Linked DNA regions of Larimichthys crocea: region 1 is linked to region 2. Evidence: chromatin contacts called from public Hi-C data. All regions are on one chromosome and are shown on one strand. The core of a region is the stretch at or near the end of the contact, and the rest is flanking DNA. Distances in the headings are between cores, read along the strand shown. Region 1 holds the start of tes (testis derived transcript (3 LIM domains)). Region 2 holds the start of LOC104925524 (capping actin protein of muscle Z-line subunit alpha 2).

What was found. Hi-C and Micro-C count contacts between places; a contact is called where the count stands out from the background.
Region 1: a contact with region 2 is called in a Hi-C map of muscle, with 2.7 times the contacts expected there. The contact joins the promoter of tes here to the promoter of LOC104925524 in region 2. A contact is called at or near these places in 4 of 7 Hi-C or Micro-C datasets (all in muscle).

Annotation. Positions count from the first base shown.
Region 1 is chrX:21,390,020-21,396,445 of L_crocea_2.0, forward strand. tes (testis derived transcript (3 LIM domains)) reads right to left here and starts at 4,198. Exons shown (of 7, transcript XM_019261502.2): 1 at 4,007-4,198; 2 at 604-689. The coding sequence starts at 4,033.
Region 2 is chrX:21,206,625-21,212,472 of L_crocea_2.0, forward strand. LOC104925524 (capping actin protein of muscle Z-line subunit alpha 2) reads right to left here and starts at 2,936. Exons shown (of 10, transcript XM_019261500.2): 1 at 2,783-2,936. The coding sequence starts at 2,824.

The sequences.
Region 1 (6,426 bases), core at 2,948-5,447, 180 kb after region 2:
TAGAGGGTAGGGCTCAGCCTCTAACTACAGTTATTTTGATGAATCGGGACCAAAAGCACCCATGAAGACTCCACCCTCCGACTCTCAGCACTTATCAGTCCTAAAATCATCTACTGTAGTTTCACACTGGCTTGATCTTTTCACTTTTCTTTTCTTTTCTTTTCTTCAAAGGCAAACATGAAAAGCTGTTGTACTCAGGAACAGCATGCTCCTCTGTGACCGTGACTCCTACTGCTATCAGATGTTTTAATTAAGCAAAGAGGAAAGTGATGTTATTGACCAGTCTGGCTCATGAATGTAAGTTTTAGTTCATGTATTATTCCAGAAACAATGTGCTGAGTAGGCATGTTTTTATTTTATGTTCTGCTTCAAAGTCAAATATACTACCAACCTGGCAGCAGCCCAATAAAACCAGCATACCACTGTGAGCCCCTAATAAGATCCACTTGAGAGTTCAGTCCTTTATTCAGCAGTCCTTGTTGACCAGTGCTGCTCATTTCATTATGAAAGTGTCTCTACTCTAGATAGAGGAAGTCAGTGACTTGAGTGTGGCAAGCCACTATCAAGTTTGTTTCTATGCTGCTTGACAGAAGCTGTACAAACCTCCAGAAATGCAGCTCGAAGCCTTCGCACTTGTCCTTGCACTTCAAACAGGCGGCTCCAGCACCAAACTCATGCCCAAGGGTCATCTGTGAACAGAGCGGGAGAGACGGAGATTACAACATTATCACAGTGTTTTTTAAAATCACTGAAATGCTGAGCTTCCTTAGGGCAGGAAATTCAAAATTTCAAGAGGCTGTTATTAAAAGCAACAGGACCCAAACGCACTATGAGGATAAATAAAACATTATTTTTGACAATATAACATGACACTGGGGAAAAAACATTTTTCAAAGTCGCTTTAAAGCCTTCTTATCAGAGTTCAGATGATTTGTGAACCATGAAAAAAGTTTTCTTTTTGCCTTCAGAAATATTTCAGCAACATTTCTCTTAACTCCCATAACCGCATTAACTAATCCACTCCAGTTTTCTTGCTTCTGACTCTGAGTGCTTTTCTCTCCTTAGCATCTCCATCCTTTTCCCTGCCCTTAGTGTCCACCTTAAGCCATTACCACTGTTTATGACCATATATGGTCAACTATTCACTGTTGCTGGAAGCCTCGTGGGTTCCCAGCAGGCACCCCTTTTGTCAGTGAGATGTTTTTTGACCAAAAGGCGTTCACTACTGAGGAATGCAGAAATTGATGCGAGTCCTGGTTGCCAAATTTTTGCTTCCACTACACCTTCCAGACTAGTGTGTCATCTCCTGGAAGCTGTTTGGGAGCAGAAAGATGGAGCTCAGCAGTGTGATTTGTTGTGAGAATAAAAGTGGAAAATACATCAGTCAGTCTAAGTGAAGTTGTACGTGAAACTTGTGATTCTTATACTTTCATTCTTGCCCTGCCTTACAGTATTTTGTATTGTGGAATTGCTTGAAAAGTTTATGATCTGTCAAATTTAAAGAATCTGTTGTGTTCATTTTAAGGCACTCTGGATGAAAGCATCAGCCCAACACCTCAAAAGCAAGTGTCGGGACTTAAAGCAAGCCGAGTGAAGTTCACTCCTTGTGGGAGTCTAAACATTTGTCTCAGGCACAGTGAGGATGACCGGAAATTTTTGGCTGAGGTCACTCAGCGTGCGTCGCTTTTCCCTGGAACACACACTTAACGGTTGATGTTGATCGACGGCTCTGTATCGTGACGAAGCCTGCAGGGTGATTCATTCGTATGACAACACACTGGGAAGACATAAACTACAGGCAGTGTTTGGGCCCGATGAATCATATTCATGAGTCATTTGGCCTGCAGCAGGTCTGAGCTGCAGACTGGTAGCAGTTGTATGAAAAGTAGTCACTGGAGCCATGTTAATATCTGAGGCCACCTGCTCTCGGACCGTGACACTGCGTTTCTGGAATATCAATAAAAAGCCAAAGAGACACACAAAACTTCTATTTTTTTGAGGGTGGAGTGAAGAATAGCTGCTTGTCATTCCATAAGAGAGAAATCTAAAATGTATTTGAGCAATCTTGTGTCGTCTCTGTTTCAAACGTTTCCCCCAAACAACTTCAACGACCACTGGAGTGTTTAGAGTAGAGCATGACTCAAGAAGAGGTCAGAGCCACAGAAACAACTTAACAAAATTGCAGTGACGACGATTTCCCAGCCTGTTCACAGTGCGCTCATAGTCACAGTGCATTACCTCAGCTGGCTTCTTGGACGACTGCATGTGCTTAATTGAGCAGAACATTACCTAAACACACAGGTTACATTTAATTGAAATGAGCAGTTACAGTTTGGCAGTAGACTGAAGCGCTCCCTGTGACCTGCAGCTGCTGAAGACTGATCTCTTTGGGGGGATTAAAAGCAGATGTCAGACTGGGTCTGTCTGGGTCGTCCAGCTGCTCAGACCCACTTTTCAGCAGCGGCTTATATACTGCACAAACCAGCTTCCTGTGCTTAAATGGAGTTGACTTTGTTAAGTCTCACTGACCAGCAACTGGCAGATAGGTCTGCAGACACGTGGATACATTTATCTTTATTACAGGCTGCAAACAACGAATCGAACAAGACCTACTAGAGCGGTACACATTGTGGGTTGCAAACTATCCATTAGTCTGATGCCACACATGCAGTGTCGGCATTATGCCATGCTGCACAAAGTTTTAACTGACAGTTTGTCTCTGAAGTAAGAATCACTGTTTTATATGGATTTTGCTGGAAACATACTGGTGCTTGACATGATTCGAACTTTATTTTAAAGTTACTTGTGAAGGCGACCGAAGCCAAAGCAGTGACAAGCTTACAGAGTGATTCATTCTGCTACACACATGACATCACACAAACCAGCTTTTACCCCTGCAGCGATCTGTACCGCCCTTCTACCGCTGCAGCCATCTGCAAGGATCCAGTGACATACAGATCAGGTGTGTTAACAGTAGTGATGGATTAAACGCCTTAAAAATGGCCCTCAGGCCACCAAAAGAGAGCTCCTAAAGCTTTTTGTAAACTACTCATTTTAAGTTTAACTCCGGTTTACACATTGCAGATACTGATGAAAAGGCTTTGGACGGAGCTGCACATGATTACAGACCAAGACAATTCCAACCATGTGTAAATATCCAATTAGTTACACTGTGATTATCCCTGACTAAACAGAGGGAATCCAATGTATGCAACATGTGCCCAGCATCCATGCGCTTCTGAAATAAACTCTCTGATCCTAAATAAACAACCATTGGACTGACTCTGTACAATATTCTACATGTAATCCTGTTCAGACCCCCAGTTTAACATTTTAAATCACATGGCAGACTTTTCCTCCTCCCTTGTATAACCGAAGGGTTATTATAAGCTTATCAATTTTAAATCTTCTTGCTTAGATATTAAATTACATAAAGAGGAATACATAACGTAATATCCTATAAGCAATATTGAGAGGCAGCAAGCAGCAGTACTTGTTCTTTTAAACTACTTTGCATTTCAGCCCTCAAAATAAATACTAAAACATCACTGTTACATAAAGTATGACTATGTTTTGAATAATATCATGCTGATTTTTGCAATATACTCTACTGCGTTGGTGAATAATTGCTAATATCTTATGGAGAGTGTGAGTTTGTTGCTCAGCAGGCTGACACTGTGTTGTCCTGTTGGTCCTTTCACCTAAAGGGAAGTAACCCTGCTAAGAGCAGCACCGTGCTGTGAGACACTTTAGAGACATGTCTGTCCACGAGCTACCGTTGTTACGTTACGTAGTTATTTGTGTCATTTAATACAAATGTTATCAATAAAAAAGGCAAAAGTTTTATTCTGTTACAGGCTCGAAATGAAAGCAGAAAAGCGAACACGAAACTCAGCCGATGTTACTGGGAGATTTCTCGCCACCTGCCCAGTGTTCGGCACACCTTTTCAGGGCGTGCCCCGGTCAGTCAGACACCGAGCAGACCACGGGAGCAGGGAAAGCTTACCTTCTTTACTTCCTTCTCTATCTCCATTTTGTGTCTGTCGGTGGGGAGTTTACTCGGTCCAGACGAAGCGAACTAAACCAGCTGTCAACACCGAAAACTGAGAGGAGACGGACGCCAGAGATAACACAACAACCCCGGCGCACTCCCCGCTTTCTCTCCGGAGGTCCTGCTCGCCACCGCTGTCAAATTAAACAGAATGAATCAAATGGTTTCCGGTTAGATGTTTCAAAATAAAACCTTTGTGCTTTACCGTCGGTGTAACTGAATTAACAAATAGATTGTAAATAAAAAGTGTTAAAAATACAAAATATTATTAGATAAAGGTCGAATTAAATTTATAAAAAAAATATCTAAAAGGGTAAATATGCTTTAGAAATAGGTGACAAGAAAGGGGACCACTTACAGGGAGGTGAACATGTGCTTGTAGTCATAGTAACTGGTAAGCTGTTGTTTAGTTTACATTATGACACAAAAGTTGCCACAATTCGTGTCACAAGAACATGTCATAACAACATCATTACAGCCAGACATGGTGCTGTCATCACTCTTGACAAAACAAGTGGTCCCTATAGAACTGACCGAATCGAAGAGGTTTCAGAACCACTATATGGTGGATCAGTGCTGGAAGGCTCGCCGTGAGCCCGTTAAAGTGGTGTTGTTCATTATGCATGGTCTACACCTTTCTTGACATTTACGTGGCTGCAAAAAGGAAAGCCATCGAGTCCACCATGGAGGCTTTAGACCAGGCGGAGTCCCACATGGGCACAAACCAGGGCCTGATCAACCCTGGATGGGTCGCCTGGGTTTAGGGTATCTTATGTGGAAAGACCCAAAACACAAGATGACCCCTGGAAACATCACTGATTATATGTCCTGGTGCACCATAGCATTCAAATCATAAAATAAATAACACTAAAGCTGACATCAGACATTGGTTAATGACGATTCAAAGTCTGGTGAAGCTGTTCTGTTGCAACATTTTGTTTTTGCATTTAATTTTGAAGGTACACTTTCCTTATTTCCGGGGAAATATTTACGTCCTCTCTCGAGCTTGACTCGTCTTTGAGTTTGGAGGTCCTGTTCACTTTTCATTGATTTTCAAGAGGGGACTTCCGCTATGATGGAGCTTCATATTGACCAATAAGAACAGAGAAATCCGGCAGTAAAGCGTAGGAGGACCAATCAGACAGCAGCAGGGGCGTGTTCTTGCGATAACAAAGGACATGATGGCATTTTGACAGATTCAACCCACTGTAGTGCTCATTGTAAAACAGCTAGTTTACTTTTTATTGCTCTTATCATGGTGTGGTGAGTTTGCTTAAAGGCACATAAAAAGTCAAAATAAAAGACATGTCAGTATTGGAATAAGCATTGGACTCACACACACAGAGACACAAACCACACACCACAGCTGGATAGTTTTGTGATCTGATGTTTCGCCAGTCAAACAGCTGCATTGTTGCATCTGTGACAGGAAATGATGTGGTTAGCAACTTCCTCTGTGAACTGCTGTTAGCCTTGTCATAGGAAACACTGTCACACCCTGACGGGTCAGACTGTGGATTGTGTTATTTGTCAGGATCTGAGTTTGAGCGTAGATTCTGTTCTGCAGCCTCGCTGTGATGTCTGATCTGTGCTGTTTGGTATGAACATCTGTAACCAAAGAACTTCCTTTGGTGTTTTAGTAGTCTATAAACTTTCAGGCAGATGTTTTCCCCCATTTCCAGAGATGTTGTCATTCCGTCTGCAGTATCCAAAACTTTATGATGTTTGATAAATGATGCTGCGACTTAAAGCCTTCATTGTTTAGAAAGTCTGTCTGAAAATGTCACCTCATGTGACCCTGAGCAAGAATATCTGGATTTAGAAAATGACAGATAAATCAATGATATGATGCCTAAAAATAAACCCACCTTATCAGCTTGAGTCACAAAGTGTGGCTGCAGCAGTGTGAGTGTATGAACTGAATCTCAATGACACTATGGACTGCTATCATTAAACCCTAAGTCTGTGCAGTCTGGAAGTGTCTTGACACGCTGCAGGTAAAAACTGTGTTTTTGTTCATATTTGGGCTATTTTGCTTCCGTGTAGGTGTTTATTTTACTACCTTTTGTCTTCATGTAAGCAGCTGAGCAGGTTTCATGTTGATATCTATTAGTCAAACGTATTCATCTGCAGTTTCTAAAGTCTATTTACTCAAAATGAGTTTTTTCTCAAACTCTGATCCAGAAATCTCCACTTCAGTAATACATACATCAAACCTTCCAGTTTTATTTCTATCTATATTCTGAAACCTTTTACAGAGTGGTTTGTTTAAATATCATTCACAGCTTGATTTATACAATATTTTATTCCTAAAAACAAGATGAAAATGTATTTTTTTAATGGTTTTTGACAGTACTTTTTAGTGATTAAAGAAA
Region 2 (5,848 bases), core at 1,686-4,185:
CTGTGTTGTTGATCGATTTGTGATTTAGCAGATCCTTATTTCAGGTCTGTTCTTACAGTGACAAACTATCAGGCTGACAGGTAACATGTTATGTGATTAGTTTTCTGGTTCTGGTACCTGCCCAGTCACTGCGAGCACATTGAGTAACAGCAGTTTCCTGTACCCTTGTGTGGTTTCTCTGCTGTAATCAGGAAGCTGGCAGGACGGTTCCCGAATGACTCAAACAGTCTTCGAGCACTAGACTCTTCTTGCTGTTTAATCATTTACAAATGGAAGAGACTCTAGTAAGTCAGATTATCAAGATTGGGGAGCTTTCAGGTCCTTTTTTGGAATGGCAAAGTGACGCTGACAGCAACAGGACACAAATTTCCCAACCCCCTGGGAGACATTTAGGAAGATTTCACTGAGACAAACTATTTACTGTGTTCCACGCAGACCCAGTCCTCCCATCAAAAACAGTGTCTCCAAGCGTCTTCTTCCAAAATAGATTAAACAGCCATCACAGTAATGTCAGATCATAGTAATTCAGGAGCAACTTCACAGATTTGCCATTCAACGTGGGAAAGTACCATCGGCTGCTGGGAGGTTCTGGCTGCGGCTGATCGTTTGTTTCTGGCAGGTCACCAAACATCATTTGGAGTTTGGCTTTTATTCTACAAATTATGACTGTCACTGCGTTAGGCAGGTGAAAATGCTCATTTCCTCCCTCTGAGCAGCACAACACAGGCTGAGGGGCTGGAGCAGATGGCCGACTGCTCTGAGCTAATGCGCCGGAGAGACGGCCTTCGAAAGTACAACATGCAACTGCGGTGTTTGCGCGGAACTGCTCTGCTTTTAACAGTGCAACACACAGCGGATGGATGCAAGATGCAACCCACTTGGCCACACACCAATCATATTCAGAGAAGGAAATGAACAACTTCCACCAGCTATATACTGCACATTGGCTGTGTCTGCTTCTCTACCAGTCGGTCTGGCAAGCGGCCAACCACCAATTCTTTCAGTTCTACAAAATCAAACTGTCTGAAACGAGTTCCTATCCTCCTCACAGCAGCTACATCTGAATCTGTACACCGTTTGACCCCAGCTTCACATCATAAGCACATACCTGAAGTGGAGCCTGACATATAACAAAGTCCAAAGTGGCTATAGTCACCTACACACCCTAGCCCTGTGATAAAATGCTTAGCTAACAGTTGATGTCTGTGTGTTGATGAGCATGACGCAGTCACACCCGCGGGTCAATGAGCTGCCCAAACTCTAAAAAACTTCTGACTCAGACGCCTGTGGAACAGAACAAAATAAACCCAGGCCTTGTTCTAACTCTGAATGGTCCATTACATAACGAGCGAAGAGTTTACAACCGTTTAGAAGGAAGAGTCCTCTTCGTGGTTTAACGGTGATAATAACAAGCTCGGTAGGAATTCTGACTAGGCGAGGTAAGGTCATGGGAACACGTGTACACATGCCTCCATGTATGCAAACCCATCAATAATGATTGACGCGGCCACGGCTTGTTTTTAGGAGATCAACACCTATTTTTGAATTTAACTGTCTGACACACATAAGCCTGGCAGAGATGCTTAAAGTTTGCAGTAAAAAAAAAAAAAGTGTTACATTTACACCGACTAAAACTATTGTAAGCATTACATTCTTAGCATATCCACCAACTGACTGAAACTTCAATGATCAAATGATCAATTAACTTGATTACTGGTTTGAAGCATTAGTGCTTCGAGCAGCAGTTATCCAATTGATCTGCCTCTCTCAAATCTGCTTTCCAGAGGCACACAGAGCTGAGCAGATACTGGACTGTGAAACAGATCTACGGTTAGGAAATAACTGAAACCGAGCAGATCCTTAAAATAAAAGCACAAGCTGGGAGTCATGCAGACAGTTCAGACACACACTGTTCAACTCTGTTTCGGTGTGTGTGTGTGTGTGTGTGTGTAGTCATTTAAGGCAATGAGACACTAGAAGGTGTGTACTGGGGGTATAAAACCGGCTTACAGTATGAACCTGACTACCTTATTTGCATAACAGTGTTGTGATCATACCGTCTGAAACATGATCAATGTTGGTGTGAGGTGTTTAAATGGATAAAGCACGTCTGAACACAGATTCAGGTTATGATCGCTCAGTGTTGCGTTACATGTTGGGTCGTTTCCCTCACGTCGTAGAGCCCATATCTTTTTACTTAGTGAAGCGCTACAGTACAGTTTGCGAGCTAGCCTGCAGAAAGCCAAAGGTTGACGGTCATGGGGCGAATTAAAAGCATGCATATAATATTCAAGACAACCCGCCACTTTGGACATGTTTGTGTAAGGACAGGAGAGCGGTGTGAAACTGCGAAAAGGGCGTGTTGGTGAAGTCGAGCTATGTTAGCAGCTATGCTAAACTAACTAGCTAGCGATGTTTGGTGGACGAAAACTTCCCCAACACGAGCGACCAGAGAGCCGGGGGACAGACAACACGTCCACGGCACGGACACGGTGTGGAGGGGGGGTAAGCTTAGGTCGATTTATAATATGTACACTGTTCCTATTTTCAGTCAGGACCGTACAAGGAGCCTCCGTTTGAGATTCGCAAATGAGCGGAAGTTGAGCTAAAAATAATAAGAGCAGAAGCAGCAGCGGCTGTGCTCAGGCCTCGGCTTTGCTCCTAAAGTCATCCCGCCGGCCGAGGCCGGGATGCACGGAGACACCGACTCTAATAGGACTCGAAAATTCGAGAGCAAGCGCCCCGAGCTGGGCTTAATCAATGATTAAATTCGGTATCTTACCTTTTCCTCTTCGGATAGCTGCTCCTGCTCATGATCCGCCATCTTTTCTTCCGGCACCACCAGCTTGTCAGAGCCCCGTGACGTCACCACATGGGTGGATTCCCAGCTCGGCTGAGCTCCGTGTTCAGAGCTCTGATTGATGCTCCGTCACTGACTCTGACTCCGTCACTCACTCTGACTCCGTCACTCACTCTGACTCTGGTCCACTGCAAGCACAGGCATTTATTTAAAGTCATTTCTAGTTTCTAGTTTCATTTTCTCAAAACTAATTGTTATAAAAATCAGGGTTACACAGCTAGTTAGATGTTTTAACTTATACAATGTTTGTTCTTATATTACATGTCTTGAAGGCACTTCCCTTTATTGCTGTTTTCCTGAGACTGGCAGGGTAAGGTAAGGTTCAGGTTAATGTATGAATAGAGGGATTTCAGAACAGAATGAGGCCTAGGGACAGGTCAGAGAGGTGACATTTAGATTGGGGACATACTGGCTACTCATTAGGTGATATGTTGAAGAAAGTTGTTTAAATGCATTATATGCAAATTGTCTGTTAACAATTTACAGGGGTTGAGACAGCCCATCTTCAAGAAAATGTATAAGAACCAACTGTTAACGCTCCTCAGTGAGCCTTTTCTCCATAACCCCTTTAGTGTGTTGCACTGTGAAACGCTCCTCTTGTACAAGAACAATAAATTCAACTTAAACTTTGATGCTTTGAATCCGATCCTCCTTATTTAAGGGTTTTTCTTTAAAATTCCCGTAACACTAATCTGTGTATACATGTATGTATTATTGCTACTTAGAGTCATTCAAATCCCACCCATTATCCTGATTTCTATTATTACTACAAATGACTATATATTATTATTATTATTATTATTTGTCTTTTGTTTACTACATACCCACCAACCTGAACTCATGTTATATTCATCACTTTATTTTTGTTTTTATCTCATTTCTGACAGTGACTGTTTATGTATTCCTGCACTTGTAACCAGGGGCGCCACCAGGAATTTTGGGCCCCATGACAAAAAAATCTAATTGGGCCCCCTCTGTGCAGCTGCTGTCACCACATCTCTAGGACCTAACTATCCCATCAAAAGCTTACATAACTCTAATTAAAGGCTTGCAACTGTTTTGGGTCTTGTAGTTCAATACTAGTACTAGCACAATATTTACTGCTGGTGATTTGTTCATGCATGCAAGTCTGCATACAGTATGCAGTGCAGTTCACTATTTGATGCAAGATTAAAAGACACCATAAATTTTCATTTAACCTTTACTGCCCAAAACACGTAAAAACAAAGAGTTAATTAATTTCATTAGTATATTTGAAATATATATATATGGTTTAATCATTTTATATTGGTGGTGGTGGGCCCTTGGAATTGTCCTAACTTTTCCCCCCTATACGGCGCCCCTGCTTGTAACTTGTTTGGTCACCACTTTATTGCACAATTGAAAATAAATAAACAATTTAAACCGAGGTATTTGCATAATTCAGTAACTAATTTGAACATGTATATATATATATATTGAAAAAAACTGCACCATTGGTTTTGCACTAACTAACTTTAATTTATGTACACTAGTCTAGTCTCTGTTTTTTGGGGTTGCTGTATGGCAAAGTCTTCCTCATGGTACAACTTATAGATATAAAACAAAGAACACTTTTGTCTATGCTTCGCATTTGTAGTACTCAGTGAGTTTATTGTATAGAGTGACGTGAGTGGGCAAATAGAGGTACAGAGCATGTAGGGTTCCAATCCTTCATATTAGCATGTTTTCTTATTCTGCTTATTTATTTATTATCTCTTTATAATTGGTGTTTTTGCTCAGAATTTCATTTTACAGTGAACTGTGACATGACAATAAAGAGATCTTGAATCTTGAATCAGATGTAATTGAAAAAAAGCATATGTCTTCCAAACAACAAAGAAAATTTGATCATCATCATCAGAAAATTCTGGGAAAGCCCTGTGGTTACCCAGAAATGCTGTCACACTGTGTATGACATGTTTTTAAACACTAGATGGCGAGCTAAGACTGATTTCTAGACCCAACTGTTTTTTTTTTAAAGACTCATCTGCTTGTAAGAGGACACCCATGGTCTTTCACACTGCAAGAAAAAAAAAGATAACATGAAACTTAACTCTCAATAAAAAAAAAACAAAAAAAACACAGAGACGGGTGACATGCAGAGATGGGTAAGAGAGAGAGGTTCGTTAAATATTATCACAGATGGTGAACTAATAAGTGGAAGAAAGTCTGGTTGAAAGGATTCTTTTTGTCACTGAAGTTTTGTTCATTGCTCCTTCCTGATCCATACAGTATAACACATCTACATGTGCAGAAACACACAAATCTTGTTTTAATGTCGTTGGATGTTAGTCAGTATTCTCTGCCTTCAAATCCTTTACTTCAGTAAAAGTACTAATACCTCAATGAATAAAACACAAGTAAAAAAAATCTGTGTACTTTACTTACTTGGTAAAAGTCATGTAATGAAATGCACGTAGTGAAATAAAATGATGAAGTTATATAAAATAGAAACAATGAATTCATTATATTAATTGCCCGCCACTTTGGACTGCTCCAATAACAGTTGAGAAAGCCTCGGTGAAACATCAGTGTTAGATATGCTGTGTGTGTGTGTGTGTGTGTGTGTGTGTGGCTGAATATAGCAAAGCACTACCTAACTAATGATTGATATAGATTAGTTATCTAGATAGTTAGCATTTTGATAACAGTGGATACGTTAAGGTGACTGTGGTATGTGTGTATGTGTATGTGTATGTGTGTATGTATGTGGTTTTCTTTTCAACATAGACCAGCTAGCACATAGTGTATCTATGAACAAGAAGGGACAAAGTTGACAGAGGCTTGCTCAGCTGTTATTGGAGCACAGAGCAAAGTCAGAGCAAAGGATTTAGGAAGGGTCAATTCGCTTGTTACCTGAGCTGAATTCTTTCAAGCTACAACTCAGGGTGTTTTGGAGTCCAGACTACGGAGCTAAATACAAGACAGTGCTGTAAAACAGTAACCTTTTAGTGAAAGCTTTCCTAT